Regions from separate parts of the Triticum aestivum genome. Here region 1 is linked to region 2. Evidence: chromatin contacts called from public Hi-C data. All regions are on one chromosome and are shown on one strand. The core of a region is the stretch at or near the end of the contact, and the rest is flanking DNA. Distances in the headings are between cores, read along the strand shown.

The links. A called contact is a pair of places that touch in the nucleus more often than the background predicts.
Region 1: a Hi-C map of leaf shows a contact between it and region 2, with 6 times the contacts expected there. The contact joins the promoter of LOC123044759 here to the promoter of LOC123044758 in region 2. A contact is called at or near these places in 2 of 5 Hi-C or Micro-C datasets (both in leaf).

The regions. Positions count from the first base shown.
Region 1 is chr2B:286,665,175-286,671,833 of IWGSC CS RefSeq v2.1, forward strand. LOC123044759 (ATP synthase subunit delta', mitochondrial) reads right to left here and starts at 2,424. Exons shown (of 2, transcript XM_044467647.1): 1 at 1,968-2,424. The coding sequence starts at 2,243. It also overlaps the pseudogene LOC123039198.
Region 2 is chr2B:285,988,656-285,994,760 of IWGSC CS RefSeq v2.1, forward strand. LOC123044758 (zeta-carotene desaturase, chloroplastic/chromoplastic) reads right to left here and starts at 2,740. Exons shown (of 14, transcript XM_044467646.1): 1 at 2,424-2,740; 2 at 1,013-1,137; 3 at 778-912; 4 at 385-457; 5 at 16-89. The coding sequence starts at 2,559.

The sequences.
Region 1 (6,659 bases), core at 1,174-3,673, 680 kb after region 2:
TGACAAAAACATAAGACCATACAAATGATCAAGAGTAGCACTTTAAGCGAGCATAAGCATTTAGGAATCAATGTACAAAATTTGAAAATCATTCTCCGACCTTCTCCCACCAAAAATACAGCATCACAAAATGAACTTACCTCAAACACCAAAATTACTTATCAGACAAATAGCAACAATAAAATTGATAGCTAATAACAAAATTGGAAACCTAAAAAAAGGTAAATTCAAGGACTCGAAAAAAAATTCAGATAACCAAAGACACTAGGTAACTTAAAGTAAACATTATTAACTGTAGATTAAGTTTAAGAAACGCTTGGCACATCAGACCATCAATTCACCTTCTGGCCGTCTAATAATTTAATTATTCATATCATGATTTGACACAGATTTGAGCATGTTCTACTCCCAGTTCAAGAAACCCACTCATCGCAATAAAAGATGCTACTCCCTCTGATCCCAAAACATTCGGAAGTTATACTATGAGTAGTAACTGGCTCAGTTGTTTTCCCACAACATTTATACAAGATCGGAGGGAGTAGTATTTAAGCAACTCATGACATGTCTTTGATACACTAAGAATAATACAGAAACATTCATAGCTAAATTGGAAACTGTACTGGGGCATTGCTACCACAAAAGGTCAAGAAAATATATCATGGGAGAATGTTATGATTGTTCCAGACACAAAGACTGTTTGTGCAAAACAGTGCAGTAAGTGAATGAAGGTTATCTCAATCAAGAAAATTGACAACAGGTATAATTAGTTAATGTCAGCGAGGGCAAATGTCGTTAAACATTAATATTGTTCCAACTACTGTAGCAACGGTGCACCATATCATGTGATCAGAAGTTCACAACTCATATAAATGTAGCCCTATTGTCCTAAATCCACTAACAAGGCTCCGAACTACAGCTAAAAAATAAGAATAATGAACCATATCACAACAAAGGAACAAACCAGAAAGCAAACAGAGCACTAAGGGGCTGTTTGGATATTGCCTATGCTAACCCTGCCAATGCATGGGCAAGCCAAAATACTGGCGCTGCTTTCTGCCGCCCACGCCCTGGCCAGTAGTTGGCAAAAAAATGAACTAGAAAGCTGGAGGTAGTCAGGGCACGCCAAAGAATTGGCTTCGATACAAACGGTTCCCATGTACCCGGTCAACGCCAATATTTTGGCTTGGCAGCCTGGGGCGTCAATCGGAACAGCCTCTAAATGCAAAATATGAAAGAAAAATCGTTTTATCGGACTAATACTTAATCTAGGCACTGGGCTAGAAGCTTGGGAGAAGAAAAACATACAAGGATACCCACAAGGAGGCATGTCACAATCCTCACGGTACAAATTGAAAAAAAAAATCATAGAAGTCTACTAGGACGCCACTAAGAATTTAATGGCCTGAAGATGCTAGCAGAAATCTAAAGTGCTTACAATTAAAGCATCCACAGCCCCAAGTGAAAACTGCAGTTCCTTGTGGACGGCAATAACCATTAGGAGGACACATGTTCTACTCAGTACAGTCAATCAACATATAAGCCATCTGGTGCATGGCACTCCAAAAAGGTGAGGTTTGGAATGATCAGGCTTACCCACAGAGACATCAGATTAACTGATATAATCCAACAATCTCACGCAGACTACAAAACTGAAGCGCACCCATGCACAGGATCAAAGCGCAACAAGCGACCCAGCACAACCATTCCACCAGAACAATGACATGATCAAAAGCATCCCATGACAAGACCATACAAGGGACATTCGGGGTTCCTAACCAAATCGCCCCTAGGATTCCACCCATCCCGCGGGATGAACCAGATCACAAAGGCCCCTCTCACACGTCCCTAATCTCCGACCGAAAAAAGAAAAACGGCCGAAAGATCGTGCGAACGGTCGGAACCCTAGACGCACACGCACAGATCTGAGATCGGGAGGTGGGACGACGGGGGAGGTTACGACGATATACCTCCTTGTTGGTGATCTCGGACTTGTAGGGGAGGACGAAGTTGACGGTGAGCTTGGAGGGAATGGAGGCCGGCGTGGGCGGGCGGGGCTTCATGGCCGACATGGGCGTCTGGGGGGGCTCGATGATTGTGGTCACCTTCTTCCACGCCTCCAGGAAGGCGGGGTCCTCGCCCGCCTCCGCGGGCGCCTGCGCCGTCGCGAGGGCCCTGCGGCTCATGGAGCCGCTGCCGGCAGCGGCGGCGCGGGACGCGAGGCGGCGGGCGGCGTGGCGCAGCATTTTTTTTTTCTCCTCCCTCGTCGGACAGGTACGGGATGGATGTGTGCGACCTGCAGATGAGTGGGTGCTGAATGAATTGGGGTTTCGGCGATTTGGAGAAGGCGACGCTAAGAGGAGTGGCGACACTGAAGGCGTTGTTGCGTTTGGGTTGGGCTGTTTGGGCTGGACCCGGCCGGGCCGGGCGCCTGGTAATTGCGTACATATATTTTGGTGGCCTTCTGTTTCACGCAAATCTCAATGATTGTCAGATCTCAAAAAAAAAAATCTCAATGATTGTCTCAAAAAAAAACGCAAATCTCAATGAAATGCAAATCCAATCTTTCCAAAGTCCTCAACATCCTTATTTCCAGATCGCATCATGCTTCTTCCTCTTCATCCGCCATGGTTCGAGACCCCGGGCCACCCAAGAGAAGCAAAGGAGGGAGACACACGATGGGTGGAGGAAGATCACAGGAGAAAATCAGCCAGCGAGACTCTCGACGGGTAACAACTGCCGGAGGAGATAAAAAAAAACTAGGTTTTCCGGCAGGGGAATTGGAGCTATCGTGATAGCTCACATAAGCAGCTCTACGCTTTTTTTTAGACAAGCTCTACGCTTATATTTGAAGGGGCTTCTAGAGGGTCCCACAATTCATATGACATCAAATTTTGACGTGTCATAAAATGAATGAATAGTTTTTAAATTAAATAAACAAAGAGTTGCCTAGCTGATTTAATTTTCTAATCCATTTCTTCCAAGTTGGCGTATCATAGCGATCAGATTTGCGGAAGAAATATCTAAACGATAACTGGCATGATATTGTCGACCATAACTTTGATTTCTCGATAGCGGGTGGTTTTGGAAACAGAGGTCCAGATTTACTAGCCAGTAGAGCTGGAATTAAGTTACAACATCGTCTCATGTCTTCTTTTATACCAACATTTCAATGTTGAATAGACCAGACAGGGCACACAATATGGGTGGGCAGCATGATCCGGCGATTGCACTCTTACAGTAGTCTTCCGGGGCCTCTTATCTTTTCCTTCACCTCCGCATAATGGCTTGTGGAGCTTGAAGCCAAATACGTGAGGAACATAGCGCTGCGAGGGCTTCTGGGGCTTGAGATGATCGTATGTCATCAGAAACAGGTGAGGAAACAGCAAAATATCTGGACATGGTCAACAAAACAGCAAAATATAACAACAAAATAGCAATTTTCTTCAATTATGATATCCCCGTGATGCAGATATGTAAATATTTCTTTGTAGATGACACTCTTTTTTCCCCACGAGAAAAACACACCAATTTGAGACAGTATAATAAGAGAGTGATTAGGATACTGCCTTGGTATTTAGACCGTGGATAGTAGATGTCTTCGCACTTGGGACAGTATATCTTCACTGTACTAGATCAGTGAATATCCGATTGTCCAACTGGTAGACATGGTTGGCCACAGCAATAAACCCGTGGACATCGTCCAAAGTCATAGTTCTTGTATTTCTCCAGCTGCCAAAAGTAAGGAATAAAAGTTACCACTTACTACAAATTAAACTTCACCGACATGAGCGAATTTCAGCCTTTCGGAAACAAATATGGGCAAGTACTAGCAAAGCAAGGTTAGCATAACAGTTACCATAGCAGCCAACCCTTTACCGGTAAGAATGTATCGCGCATGAAATAGCCCATACAACATCTCAGCAGCTGATTCCACTAGCTCATTTTGTTCTTCTGTGAAAATATCACCTACATATTCAAATAATCAAGAACATCAGCAATAGCAGTAGGCAATGTAAAAGGAAACATGCACAATACCATGCCATGGACAAGTGAGAGCCATATATTGCACGAAATCAACCAACCAAAGCCCATGCAAAGGATTGATGTTATTTAGTGTGGCAGATAAAACCTTCCATTTATGCTTACAGTAATTGATATGGCACCTTTTACTTCAGCGTTTAACTAGTAAAGAAACAAATTCAAGGGCATTGGGAAACTAAAAAAAAATCTGTAACACCAAAAATGTATTACCTCCGTCCCAAATTACTTGTCTTAGATTTGTCTAGATACGGATGTATCTAACACATATCTAGACAAATCTAAGACAACTAATTCGGGACGAAGGGAGTACTTAGAAACAGAGCCCAAGCAACCAGTAAGTGTTAGCATCACTACTAGTAAAGGCTTTGAGCATCCAAACTAGTGACGTTAAATGAGTCAAATAACTGTATAGGGACAACACATTTGCATCATATCAAATGCAGAAATGCATCTAACATTTCTTGTTAACATACACCCGTCGGGTGGTTCCATTTAAATGAGTAAATATTGAGAACAATTACCATGAGAAGACTCGATATCTAAAATGAGATCAAGAACATAATCATAATATGGAACTTGACTGCTAAGCCCACAACATTGAAGTCATCTTGAATGTAATCATCATCGATTTCACAGAAGAACGCATTCCCTCTTAGGTTGCAATACCATGAAATCCAAGAGGTGTCTTCTCCATCAGAGCCACTAACATCTGATGCTTCACTGTCAGATTTAGACTCCCCTGCAACGTGAAGAGCATGGAAGCATCAATGCACTTGTTCACAAACTGATTCTCTCTCAAACACGCACCTAAATGCAGGTCAATATTTATTAAAAGAAAATGACAAAGAAGGCGCAGCAGTAGATCCCACCAAAGGCGGCCTCCGACCGACAGAAACAAAAACCAGGCTAAGGGGGGAAAAACCTGTACAAACTAGGCTACTAGAAAAACAACAAAATAGAAAAGCAGCAGCATATCTCCTAAGCTAACATAGATGACGCAAATACAACACGCATGCAGAAAATATATACATTGGAGCAACTACAAAAACATAGCTAGCAACAACTTTAGCTAACTAACAATATAAAGTGCTACTGAAAGCAGAATTGGAATAACTCAACAGACCTGGAATACACCATAGCAATTAGGAGACAGGTAGATATGATCTGCATCATACCTCTAAGTACAATTCCAAAGACAGATATAAGTATTAAGCCAACAATTTTGCATTATGCTCTCAACTTCTAGGCTATAGCATTACTAGGACATGGTACGTGCAAAGCACGTAGAGAAAACTACTCTTATGAATTTTGTAAGAGAAAAGTGCAACGGGTTGGTTTAAGTTCCATGATTATTAGGAGCATCTTACTAAGTAATATAGCACAATTGAAAAAACTATGTTTTGGTAACTATACCGCATTATCTTTATCCAGACCACATTATCTCATCTTTCTAGAACTCTCTCGTGAATCTTGACCTTTCTATTCTTCCTATCTTATCTGGTGTCCACATGAGTTGTCTAGAAAAAGAGCTTAAAACATACTGATGTAACTTGTTCACAGTAGCTACCTGTTGCCCCGTTTGTCATTGCCTCATCAGGTTGGATGGCAGGACAGTTGGATGAGGTATACTGTAGCTGTGAATCCAGGCGACTTGAACCGTTGGATGGACTTTAATCTACGACTAGCAGGCAGCAGCTCACAGATTTGCCACTTACCAACCATCCGATGTAGCATATCTGACGGCTAATACCAAAACCTACTCGTGCACTATAAAGGAGTATAGATATGTCTAAGGAAACAATATACTAACCCAAGAATTTGTGAGTGGAATCATACTTAAAGAGAGAACAAGAGCTTCTTCAAAGCAGAGCAGTATAAAAAAAAGGGCAGCCCGGTGCACGTAGCTCCCGCTTGCGCAGGGTCCGGGCAAGGGTCCGACCGCTTTGATTCTATAGTACGCAGCCTTTCCCTACATTTCTGCAAGAGGCTGTTTCCAGAAACAAAATTAATTTTCCCAGATGTTTTTACACCTTAAGCCACTGATATACTGATAAGTATTTATAGTCGAGCCATGAGGGTGCATTCCGTCTAAGATGGCTATTGGAGCAATTTAAGTATAATGATTCAAAACTTATGTATTTCTGCATCCAATTTGTATGATTCATGCGGAAAACAAGCAAATGAGAAAAGCATCTAACATAGAAACTAATGAAGCCTGGCGATAAGGTTTCCGTAATCCAATGGCCTATGGGGCATTTAGTTCGGGACTTGGTGGTGGCACACATTGCTCTACACAAGCAACTCGAGAGTCGAAAAGACTTCTGATGTAACTAGTAAGATGCCCGTGCTACGCTACGGAATCAAAAAGAAGGCATGAGTGCAATGCTAGGGGACAACGAAATAATGTAGGAGACATTGATCAAAATGATGTTATACATTTGAATATTTGATCGGTACACATTGGGAACAATCAAACATACGGGCTTCCATTTTCACCTTGGAAGAGGACTTGTTCTTCCTACTCGGCTTTCCCTCTGTCCGCTAAGTCCTATATCGAGGTGTCCGCTAGGGACAGAGAGCATTTCGCAATAGCTAACAAGTCCACATATCTGGCAATA
Region 2 (6,105 bases), core at 1,490-3,989:
TTCTGAACTGATTACCTTGAGTTGATTGGTTCTTAGAAATGCTTGGATACCATGTAATGGAGCGCCCACAGGGAACCGAAAATCAAGTTCTACACAGAAAAGCGAGCGCTATGAAAACCTCCAAAAATTAAGTAAATGTGAATATGCATAGCAAATATGAGTTCAGCTGGTTTGGCCAATAAAGTACACAATATGGCACAAAGCTAGAAAAACATACAGCATTTGCATTTAACTTCAACTATACTACAACAAATTGGAACATTATAGTTTTCAATTATATTACAAAAACTCGAAAGTAATCAAGAATGAGTTTAACATTACAGCCTAAGACCATGTTTCCTCCTACGATAGTTAGGTACTTCAGTATATGATAAATGAACTTACCACCAACAATGCCCCCTTTATTTACAAAAGTATGGGTATGTTCCTTGACTAGTAGATTATTATCAGCCCCAACCTGAAATACAAAATATCAAATTTCACCAACAATTAATACTGTTAAGTGAGGACAATATTGCACATGTACCAATCACACAGCCGCACAACAAAATTTACATGCTTCATACAGACAAAAGGATTCTCCATGCGATAGGCTAAATTTATTCAACTCTGAAGTATACAAACCCAATTCCAAACTTTTCAGGTTATAATATCTCAATCATGTCCATAGCTGCTTTTTTTGGCAAGGAATCTCCATAGCTACTCAAGGTAGTCAATAGTAAAAACACACTCCACACTGGTTGTTTCTCCAACAATCCAAGAGTAAAAAAACAGTACCTTCTTCATGAGGCGGAAAAGATTGCTGTAACAACCAAAGAAGACATGCAGCCCCATCTCGATATGGTTCCCTTGCTTGTCGACAAAAGAACCAACCTTGCCGCCAATAAAAGTTCGGGAGTCATACAGATCAACCTGCAAAAGTCAAGACACCAATTTTTGGCAGTGTTACAATGACACAGCTTTTCCTGGAGGAACACGATTTCGCATTGCTGAAGGCAGCAAATCAGCAAACCTCATGTCCCTGGTCCAAGAGCTCTACTGCGGTGGACATGCCGGCGAGGCCGGCACCTATGATGGCGACCTTGAGCTTCGGGCCCCTGTAGTGCTCAGGCTCCGGTGGGAACAGTCCTTTCGGTGCTGCGGCAGACAGAAAAGGCAAAATACGCAAATCAAGATTTCTTCCAGTCTGGCACTAGGGTAAGGTTGTTGAGAACCAAAATGGGACCAACTAAAAACACATGGTCTGCATACAACTGATCCATGAATTCAGCAATATAGGATTAGCTAATACCCGATTGCAGCCACAACTCTGACCAAATTAGGCTGTGTAAAAGCTCATAACGATTTAATTAACTCATTCCTCGGCTACACCAGTTCTCCAATAAGTTCCTTAGTGGATATGGCACTCCGGGTCAAAGCTATTGAACCCAAGAGGAACTAACGACATACAGAAGGAATTCAAATATTTAGGTGCCAGACAAGTCCCAATTCTCGATTCCATCCACAACTCCGCCCAAAAATTACGGTGCTGTGGGGACTCACTGATTTGGCAGTATGAATTTAAAGGGGAGTACACCACTGGATCATTATATAGCATCATCTACTTTAGAGGGATCTAGCCTATCTTTATTCCCTCTATTTGGTCCATTGTTGTTCCTCCGAGGGTTCAAATCTTCATGTGGCTCCTCTCCCACAACAAACATATGACTAACAATAATCTTAGCAAGAGAGGGATTGAAAAACCTCCAGAATGTGTTCTTTGTGCATAGCAAGAATCTATTAAGCATTTATTTTTTTGATTGTACTGTGGTAAAACAGATTTGGAGGTACATTTCCAGTTTCTTTTCTTGTGAATTACTAACATAAGGACCATATCACCCTGAACTCTGTTTGTGTCTGTGTATTATGGAGCATATGGAAATATAGAAATTCCCATGTCTTTGATAATGCTCTATGGATCGACATGAAACAGATATGGTGGCTTATTCTGGTGAAGACAAAAAATTGGATGATTCTTGTCAAGGAGGGGCCTCTGTTGAATATGGAGGACTTTGCTCAGATGATCTCTTTTATCCTCAAGGCCCCCTTCCAGCTGACAGTGGAAGTAAGATATGCTGACAGAAACACTGAGGGTGTTTTCAGTCAAGCACTACTTACCAAACTATCACTGGGAGGTGCCTCTCGGATAGATGAAGTTATCTCGGCACCAGCACCACCTCCAAGGAGACCTGGACTCAGCTCGATCACCCCTCTGGAGCTGCCCCTTTCCCCGATCCAGTCACTAAGGAAATTCAGAGCCCCTGCCCTCCTGATGGTCCAAAAAACTTTACTGCGCTCAAAGTTCACAAGGATGAACTAATTCGCCTTATCTGTGCCATTCCGATACCAAAACAGGGATTAGATACTCAAAGAGACGTCCTCACCGTTGATGGCCATGTCGGAGACCTTTCTGTCGAGCGAGCATCGAACCACACCGCCGGCCGCCGCGCGCTGGCAGGACGGCCCGCGGCGCCGGCCGACTACGAGGGCCGAGACTAGCGTGCACGACGTGGCGGCCATGGCCGTGGCCTCGTCGACGCAAAAGCAGTACAAAACACGAGGAGCAGTGAGGGACGAAGCCGGGAAGATGGAGCCACTGGGCGAGGAATAGTATAAATTGTGTGAGCGCGGAGAGGAGGAACCGATGAAGATGGGAAGGGAAAGCACAAATTTGTTTGGAAGGCGAAGATGCCGTCGAGTTGGGGATTTGTCGTGTGGCCACAGCCTCGTGCACGTGCCACCATCATCCACCGGTGCGGTTTGAGTGGATTATTGTTTGCCGATCCAAAAGTGATGCTTATTCAGAACATCTTCAACAGCCGCGCTATGTACGCGCTGGGTTGAAAAAGTAGTGCTTTTAACACCCGTTATTATTCCGGACGCTCCAGCGGACGCATAAAAATCGCGTGCGGCATATGTTCAGCGCGCGGGCGAAAACGCCATCGCGCGCCGCTTATTTGCTGCGCCCGCTCCCGCGCGCTATACTCTCGAGCGCTCCAGCGCAACTCCACCTACCCATCCAGCCGCGCCGCCGCCGCCGCCGCGTCATCCCATTTTTCTGGCGACCGTTCCGGCGCTTCCCCGGTCTCTTCCCGCGGGCCGCGACTTCCTCCCTCTTTCTCTAGTCAGCGCCGCCCGTCGTGCGCAGCAGTCCTACGACGAACAGCGCCTGGCCACCCACCGCCGCTTGGCGCCCGCAAGGTGTTTGACAAAAGGCCCGCAAGGTATGTATTGCTTCCAACTTGCACATTTTTACATGAAATTTGGTGCATGTTGTTTATAGCCTAGTTTTGAATATTTTAGATGAGTTCGTCATATGATTCTTAAGAAGAATTTGATATGGAAGAGGAGGAGGATCTTGCAATGATCCTAGTTATGCACATCAATAAAAAACCGAAGCACGGTGGTCCGGTTATGGGCCGGCAGAAAATTTGGAGGGATATGATTGATGCCCACAACAGATTGATGAGGCACTATTTTATGAAGAATCCCGCATACACCGAGTCGTACTTTCGTCGTCGGTTTAGGATGAGCACCGAGTTGTTCAGGCGCATTGCAGAGAAACTAGCGAGCCATGACCGGGTTTTTTCAGCAGAGGAGGAATGCCGCCGGAGAGCTCGGGCATAGCACCTTTCAGAAGGTGACAGACGCTTTGCGTATGTTGGCATATGGTATCCCCGCTGATCTAGTTGATGATCACTTGGCCATGGGTGAGAGCCAAGCCATCATGTGTGTCAAGCGCTTCGCAGTCGGAATTGTGCAAGTGTTTGGCCCGGAGTACTTGAGAACTCCCAATGCTGAAGACGTAGCAAGGCTATTAGTGATGAACAAGGCTCGAGGGTTCCCATGTATGTTTGGCTCAATAGATTGCATGCATTGGAGTTGGAAGAATTGTCCAAAGGCATGGCATGGCCAATTCCATGGACAAAAAAAAGGGTTCCACTATAATCCTTGAAGCGGTGGCCGATCAAGAGACTTGGATTTGGCATGCTTTTTTGGAATGCCTGGATCTTTGAATGACATCAACGTTGTCAACCGGTCACCACTAATGAGTAAGATTGCAAATGGTGAACTGCCACCGGTGCAGTTTGTAACTAATGGTCGTACATACAACTATGGCTACTATCTTGCGGATGGCATCTACCCAAAGTGGCAAACATTTGTGAAGCCGTTGAAAAAACCGAAAGGTAAGAAATGTCTTGATTTCCACAATGTTCGGCGGCTAGAAAAGATGTGGAGAGAGCTTTTTGGATTTTGCAAGCCCAATTTGCTATTGTGAGAGAGCCGTGCTATACACACGACAAATTCAGACGACTCATGCACGATAAACTAAATCCAGCCGGACATGCGTGCATGCATCGGGACATCTGCCGCTCGATTTCCTTGTCGTGCATACATCGGCCACAAGGATCGTGCATGAATCAGTTTCGATTGTGAGAGGACCAGCTAGATTTGGGGATCAAAAGATGCTTTGGTACATAATGCACGCTTGTGTGATCATGCACAACATGATCATCGACAATGAGTGTGGCCAAGATATAGACTACTCTCACTATGAGCTCTTGGGACATCCCGTATGAGTGCGGCGGAGGGCCTAAAGGGTGGCCCGTTTTGTTGCCTCCTATCATTCCATTCGACGTCCGACAGTGCATAGTGAACTAAAAAAGGATCTCATTGAGGAGTGGTGGGCTTGAAATGACCGCCAAAGAGTATCATGATTTGTGTGTTTGATGTTGTATTGTTGAACTATTTGTTGTATTTCATGAAAGATACTATTTGTTTGAATTGTAATAATAGATTAAACTATTTATTTTAAACTTGGTTGAATGATGTTTGCGATTTAAATTATATTCCATGTGTTTGTTTTGTGGATGTGTTGTGTCCAAAATGCATCAAATGTATGCATCGGCTGCTCGCGCGCGCTCATTTTAGCGCGGCTGCTGGAGCCAGCGTTGTGCGCTGTGCCAAACCTGACGATGGGCGCGTCACAAACCAGATTTTAGCGCCCCGCGCGTTGGGCGGTTGTTGGAGATGCTCTTAGATACATTACAACCCGCACTATTCCAGCCCTCTCATGTCGCTTGCTTTTTGAGCCGTTAGATATACGGAAATGAGCATTTCTGGCTGTTGGATGGCCTTCCAATTCCGCATGGACCGCTCCCCACGTCATGGGTTGCTGCTCCGGTAACAATATCGAGCAACTGTTATTTAATTGGGCCTAACGGGCTAACCCCCAAGCCCTCTCGTGTGAGCCCATGTGCGGGCCGATGTGTTGTGTTGGGCGGACGGACAGGGCCGGGGTGGCTCTCATGGAGATCGCCCATGCGGTCCAATGGATGGAAGCGACATGATCACCTTGCCGTGCAATGCTATTGGTGGCGGGGGCTAGCAAACTGTTGGCTGTCGATTGGAATCCTTGCCGCCGATTAAGGCCATTAATGGCAATCGATGTGCGCAATTTGCCGTCGGCCAATAACAACATTTCAGTTACCATGCCGATTCATGACCCTCCTTTATTCCTCGCCATCTGTGTAATCTCCATAGTCCGGTTCCTTCTTCCCCACTCCTCCTACCCTTCCTTCGGGAACATCTTCTCTGGCAGTCATGGTTGTCGCATAAGTCTCTATTTTGTCTTCCCCGTTGTGAAGTTTTTCCTCCTCTTCCCCCAATTCTTCATCGAATTTTAGAATTTATTTCCATTTATAATGTTCTCTCTAATCCCGGATGAATGCATGCTCAGTTGGGTTCGAAGGTGATGTACTACTTTCAACCATAATGTTTTGTTTCCTGAAAGTATTAGTATTATGTTTGAATCCGCACTTCTTCCAATTAATCAAAGTGCAACTGGTTATTGTGTCAGATTATTTTGGTAAAAATGCAGTAAACATGCAATTGTCGTTGTCTAATTATACACTATCCCTGTTCCTCACTTGCTGCTCTGCTCCAGTATTATTTGACAAAGTGCAGAGTGTCCAGCGGTTATGTGATACTTATATACATTTGTCTATTTGTGTGACGCCCGGTTAATTAGGCTACAGTAATCCCACATTAACGATGTCACGTCAC